Linked DNA regions of Zea mays: region 2 is linked to region 1. Evidence: chromatin contacts called from public Hi-C data. All regions are on one chromosome and are shown on one strand. The core of a region is the stretch at or near the end of the contact, and the rest is flanking DNA. Distances in the headings are between cores, read along the strand shown. Region 1 holds the start of LOC100283948. Region 2 holds the start of LOC100381485 (ARP protein (REF)).

What was found. Hi-C and Micro-C count contacts between places; a contact is called where the count stands out from the background.
Region 2: a contact with region 1 is called in a Hi-C map of tassel, with 2.1 times the contacts expected there. The contact joins the promoter of LOC100381485 here to the promoter of LOC100283948 in region 1. A contact is called at or near these places in 2 of 25 Hi-C or Micro-C datasets (leaf and tassel).

What each region holds. Positions count from the first base shown.
Region 1 is chr7:131,177,195-131,180,545 of Zm-B73-REFERENCE-NAM-5.0, reverse strand. LOC100283948 reads right to left here and starts at 1,349. Exons shown (of 2, transcript NM_001371965.1): 1 at 681-1,349. The coding sequence starts at 914.
Region 2 is chr7:131,725,880-131,729,236 of Zm-B73-REFERENCE-NAM-5.0, reverse strand. It overlaps LOC100381485 (ARP protein (REF)), which reads right to left and starts at 2,087. Exons shown (of 18, transcript NM_001326462.1): 1 at 1,795-2,087; 2 at 521-694; 3 at 263-444. The coding sequence starts at 1,849.

The sequences.
Region 1 (3,351 bases), core at 100-2,599:
AACCAAAGTTTTTCCCAAACACCTTGATGTATTGAATACTGTTGTATTCGAAAACTGAAGCATTGTAAACTGTAGTAATGTCATGACTAAAGTATACTTTAGTATTTGAAAAACTGCAGTTTGAAAAAACTGTGTTCCCAAACAGGGCCTTAGATCAGGTAGAGAAAAAAAAAAACTCCTGTAATCACATCCGTGAAGTCGTCTATCTAAATCACGATCGTACCCACAGGTGTAATTTCAGACCCGCACCGGCACCCTAATCTTCAAGTGTTATCGCAGGTCATTCCTCTTCAGCTAGCTCTGAAACGACAAGCATGCTTTGCGTGGGAAAGGAATTAAAGGGTGGTAGAGATGTGTCATGACTGACGCACTCCTTCCTACGAACCGTGACACGCTCACACGCATATACTCCTTGGAAGACGGTACGGTAGCTGCCTGGAAGGCTCGCTCGTCGACCACATAACATAGCTTAATTTATCGAGCACAGACGAAAACAACAACATGCTTCAGAACTAACAGATCATAGAGCAGAGAACGATCATCTAGCTAGCTAGCTGATTAATTTAATACGGAAACCAAGTGTATGTGTTTTGCAATCACTAAACGACGACGACAGGTGATATATTGCATCGATCGTAGTAGAAGAGATGATGGCCGGAGCGGCGGCGTAGTGTACTCACGTAGGTGTTGAGCTGGCGGACGAAGGAGGAGAAGTTGCAGTGCTTGAAGTGGAGCGGGAGGAGGTCGCGCGCCAGCTCCACGGGCTTCCACACCACGAAGGAGCGGCCCTGCTCCGCCCACGAGATCACCTCGTCCGTGCCCCGCTCCTCCACCATCTGGTGCGTCTTGGTCAGGAACGGCGCCGGCCCGCCGCCCCTCTTCGACGCCGCCACGGCCGCGGCCGCTTCTCCCATCCCTCGCCGCCGGCTATGTATATAGCTCGATCGGCACGATTGGCTCTGCTTGCACGCGAACCTCACTCACCTTTGTATGTATGTATGTGTTGTATAGGCTACTAACTAGCTAGTAACTGATGACTTGTGTGTTGTTGTGTGTACGGCTGAGCTACCTAAGGGAATGAAAGAAAGAAGGTTGGTAGCTTGCTAGTAGGAGTCTGCGGCGGCGACGGCGGCCGAGAAGAGAAGGAGGGCGGTGAGGAACTCCCAGCCCCAGACGTAGAACCCGGTGACGACCGCCCTCCGCCCGCACCCGCCCGCCTCTACTCCCATGTAAGCGCCTGCGCCTGCGCCGCCGCTCGGCCGGCACGATCGGTCTGGTGCTTCCAGCTGCGTGTGGGCTCCCGGCCGGCTAGCTCTCCGCCCTGGCGTCGCGAGAGGCGCTCATCGCCTCGATCCGCCGATTTAAAGGGCGGGCTTTATCGGGGTCGGGGCCGGGGTAGCTGGACAGGACAGGAGGAGGACGGAAGTGAGGGGCTTCTCTTCACGCGCGATCGAGGGCGGCACAGGCGAGAGACCAGCGCGGTGGTTGCTTTCGGCGTTGGGCTTCTTGCTTTCTGAGTGTAGGTAGGAGTCTGTCTGGTACTGGCCACGCGCGGGTAGCGTGATGACCTCCGTCTGCTTCTTCGCGCGGGTACGTATGCTCAGCAGTCAGCTCGCCCACCCCTTTCAGCCGCTCTTCCTTGCAGCCGGCCCGCGGCCGGTCCAAATAAGAAGCTTCCACCGCTTTGTCGTCCAATATCCAGGAGCCGTGAGCCGAGCCGAGTCAAAGCGCCCGAAAATTCGTCGCTCGCCCAAGCGGGGCCCGCCGCTCCTGGCTGGCTGGCTGGCTCCCACGCACAGGAGGGAGGAGGGCCCGGCCCGTCTCGACCGCGCCAGGACGAACCGACTGTCCTTTGGATCCTCCTCGGCACCGGAATGCCTCGTCACCACCTGTGACGCTGGCGGGCGCCTGCCTCGCCGTCGCCGGGAGAGAAAGTAAACCACCCAAAGGCGCGTGGAAAATGCGCGCGCGAGCGCGGACTTGTGCTCGGAGCGCTCGTCGCACTCCACTGCGGTGCGGCACACCCCCGATTTGTCCACATCTCGCTTCCGCGGACCCCGAAGAAGCCGCGCCCGCCTGCGCGTGAGTGCTCTCACTGATGACTGATCCCTTCCCTTTCCCTACACGTACGCGCAACAGCCGCGCCAGCCAAACTTCGCTGCGGCAAATTTAAAACTCTTGGACTTTGAAAACGAAAAGTGAAAAAAAAAAGGAAACTAGCTACCGTGTGTGCAAGCCGTCGATATCGATGATGCTTGCAGTCAGATCGAATAATAAGCTGACGTACTAGCTACTTTGAATTATCGTAACTTATCACTAACTTCTAGTAGTTACTTTCATCAGCCGTTGATTTCATTTCTTCTCCGTGCCAAAACAAAAACAGATTCGAGGTAGGTGCGAACAAGATGGCTGGCTACCACGATCATTAAAGCTTGGACTTTTTCGTCGATCGGCACACGAAACGGCGCCGGGAAAGTGAAATCATCGGCCGGGCCGAGCTTGACACGCACACGCAGCCCCGGCCGGCGCGTCGACCATGCCGTCACACTGACGACGCGGATTGTACTACTGTATTTATACTAGGCGGACTTGATGTCTAATTTCATCTAGCTGTCTTTAACTACTAGTGCGCAATTAACTTTCTCTTAACTCAAATTACTTAGTAGTAATGGTCTTTGAACCCTCAACCCGTCTATATATATTGGAGGTTTATGTATAGACTTAGGGCTCGTCATCAGTCAAAAATAGCTCAGACTCTGTTTGAATGTTATGGTTTTACATAACTGTAGTACAAAGAGGTCTAGAATGGCGTTTCTAGAACTCTCCAACGACATATACTCCCTCCATCCTAAAACATTAAGTCGTTTAATTTTAGCTCTTCATTTTTTATGTCAATGTTTAAATGGATGGCGATGATGAATCTAAAAACATATATATAAAACAAACGTATTAACTATTGTATGAAATCAACTAAAAAGGTAAAACATGTTTTATTTTGGGAACGGAGGGAGCAGTTTACTTTAGGTGGTCTTTAATAACACATAATGGAACGAGTCATTACATTATAAATCAGATCGGATGACCGTTACTAATAACAATGATTATATTATGCCAAGTAGATGACTGGATGTGTTTATCTTTTTTTTTTCAGGATTCTCTAATATCTATATTCTTTCTAGCGTGTCTTGATAGCATTCATTCCTCCAGTTAGCAGTTCCAATTTTCATAAATATAAGCGAATAAATGGAAATAAAAAATCAGCCATTCATAACAACCTTGAATTAAGTGCAGGCTGCACGGTACTGATGGTGGCTGGTAATCCTAGAATGTTGGATGTATGCTTAAAAGTTT
Region 2 (3,357 bases), core at 838-3,337, 550 kb before region 1:
GGTGATTAAAAATTCAACCAAAAGTCATGTGCATGTGGCATTTGGATGTGAAGAAAATATAGATAACACACCTGACAGTTAATAACATGACTCAAAATAGTTGTACAAAGACGAAGAAATCAAACTAAACCAAGAATGCAAACATGATCTGCCTATTGTAATTGATACACCACACCAGCAATAACCATTGGTATAAATAAACAATTTGAGTTACCGGAAGATCAACTTAACAATTTCTTTTGACAAATAACAGTAGACTTACTGCAATGCGAGTACCATCAATGACAGCAACAAGGTTCACATTAACAGCATGCCTCCATGTTCTAGTTCCATCAGATGTATCATCATAAACTAGTGTTTTATTAGCAATTCCAGCACAGTTGATGCAGATATCTAGTCCATTGTATGTCTGTACATGCTTCTCAAAACAAGCAGCAAGATTATCTGCATATTAAAGTGTATATTTAAGGTCATGGTAGGGAAACCTTTCAGTTAACATCTAAAAGTTAAAAACTCTTACCTGCATTACTAACATCACACTTAACAAATATTGAAGATGGAATTCTAAGATCTCCGTGAAATTTGCTATTTTCTTTTTGAACTAATGTAGCAACTTCTCTTCCATTTTCCTCTGAGAAATCAACGACAGTCACAAATAAACCCCTCCTTGCAAAAGCAATACAAAGTGCTTTCCCTGAAAAGAGAGCTCTTAAGTTAATACATTAAAAGGTACCTACCCGGACTGGTGACTGAAGGGAGAGACTAAACCCATAAGACGGAGCAGAATCTACCGTGAAAAATTTCCTCACATTAAACTAAAGGTCTAAGATCTAGATATCAATCAATAATCAGTGTAATACCAAACCTATTCGCTATCATCAACTGGGTATAAGCAATCTGGTTCTATGGTCAGCTAGAACATACAGAGGCTACTTTAATCCAGTGTTACTGGTACACGTCAACTTTCAGTTTCGTTTAAACCATCCTATACGTGCAGTTGCAACCTTGCGGTATCAGATCTGCCAAACAAAGAACCTTGCTATCAATTACATGCTAGTTTTCAGAAAGTTTTGAGTCTTTGGTTTTGCTGTGGGCACATATTGTTGCATGGCTGCACGTTATATGATGTGTAGTACCCAAAACAGAACTCTATTCGGCTACTTTATTTCCAGCAAACCTGCAGTTTAAAGAACACAAATCTCAAAAAAAGATTCTCTCACTAGATTTATACTATTATAATTGTGACCAATTCCAATAGTTGGCAGCTTTTGATACAGTATAATTGATACTCCGTGCAATCCGAACTAGATGTCGTTAGAATTCCAATCAGTAAAACTTCCATAGCTTTGAAATATATTTTCATAGGATAGAGCTATAATTGCATCATTTCCCAGACAGACGTATCACTAATTCACTATATTAGGTAAAGGTAACTTATTATTATTGTAACATAAGCCGTGCAGCACTGCAGCTACGTGCCCTGCACAACAATACAACTACACTGACGACCGTGATCTGAATCCAAAGGTTTCCAAAAAAAAACGTCCGCCTCCTCCATTCGACTGCTACACCGCATAATTAGCGCATCACCTCCCCAGTCACCGCATTCAGCTCAGATCGACAGAGGCGAGAAAAGCAATTCAGTCCGCGAATAAACGCGCGCTAGCCTCTCCTAGTTCGTACGAATGGATCCCTTTGTACAGGTTGAAGTAAAGCGGCACGGGGCATCGGGACTCGGGACTGAACATCGTTTCGCGAGTCGCTGGGAGCCTGGGGAAGAGGGGCGCCTCTTACCGATGCCAGAGGCGCCGCCGGTGACGAGCGCCGACATGCCGGGCTTGAGCTCCATCTCGCCGGCGCAGGGGTGGGTGGAGCGGCCGAGGAGCTGCTGAGGAATCGCAGCGGCGAAGGCGCGAAGTGCGAGATGCGAAGCGAGACGAGGCTCCGGCCGGCACGCGGAACTGCCGAGGCCGAAGTGGGGAAGGAGACGAGGCCACGGAGCTTTCGGCGCCGGTCTCCTACTCTCCTGTAATCTAAAATATCGCGCCGTATCTTCCTTTGCTGTCCCAGTTCCGTTTCATTTCGCGTGGCCCTCTGGAGTCTGGAAAGCCCAGGCATGTGACGGGGTGGGGGTGGGTACCGTCAGGTCCGTCACCGAGCACATGAAAACCGTGCTCCAACGGCTTCACTAATCACTACCTGGGGCAATAGTTTGCAGTTGGGCAGATGGTTCGTGCTCATCGGCTTATGCGTGGTTTCTTATCACGACCCTGAACGATAGATTCCACGATTTACAACACGGGAACAGCGAAAGGACAAGAGCAGGATGCAAAGACTTATGGAAGTCCAAGAGAAGGATAGGGAGTACATGGACATGCAGCTCCGACTCCGAGAAGGGAACATTAGAGATGGAGCACGTACAACTGTTGATTAATATACGTGCATGTGTGAAAATTGAGTGTATAGCTCGGTTGGATTAGTTTTTTAAACAACAAATGTGTATGTCGACAGTGAACTATGAATTATGACAAATTTAGATATTTGTCCGCCTAATAATTTTCTCATTCAGGAGTGCTCGTGGGATTGCGCAAAAAAAACATGCATAGATAGACGAAGGAAAGGAAGATGCAGGTGGAGCACGTATGACTGTTGACCAATATGTGTATGCGTGTCAATTAAGTGTAGCTTAGTTGTGGTTTATGTTACAATATTTATGATCAATCCTCTCCAAGAGATGCGATAGTTTCTCCCCAAGGAACACACTCATTGGGAATGCCCTGATTCGCTTGTATATAAACAAGATCTTCTCTGCAATAAAGAACGCATCTGTCATTCTCTCAAACTCGTTACCACTGATTGCAACACGTTATCAGCACTTGCTCGCGAAAATAGAGGGAGAAGGAGAAGAACAATCGTTGTTTTTTACAAGAACGGAGGCAGCAACCTCCAAATCGACACGAGAGGTATGGAATAAACCGTTTCCCTTCGCATCCGTCGTATGCGTGAAGTTCTCCATGTTATCGATGGGCAAGATGTTGCGATTCCCCGGTGGACGCGAACCCTGAACGACGTGTCCAAGTGCAAAATGTGCACTTTTGTGCTGTTCACGGGTGGACAACGGTCATACTGGTGCCGGTGGTTGAATGTGGTCTCCTGTAGCATCCCAAAAATTCAAATCTTGGAATTTTCTCAAACTCGCCCTAAATTCAAAATGAATTTCAAATTTCGTTTCAAAATGTTTGTTTGCAAGTTGATATCAACAAATAAATTATAGTGGTCTATATTTTCTCCAAAATCCTCCTCAAAATATCCTACAAATATTTCCTCAGTGACCCTCCTCAAATTCTTTCCAGAAAT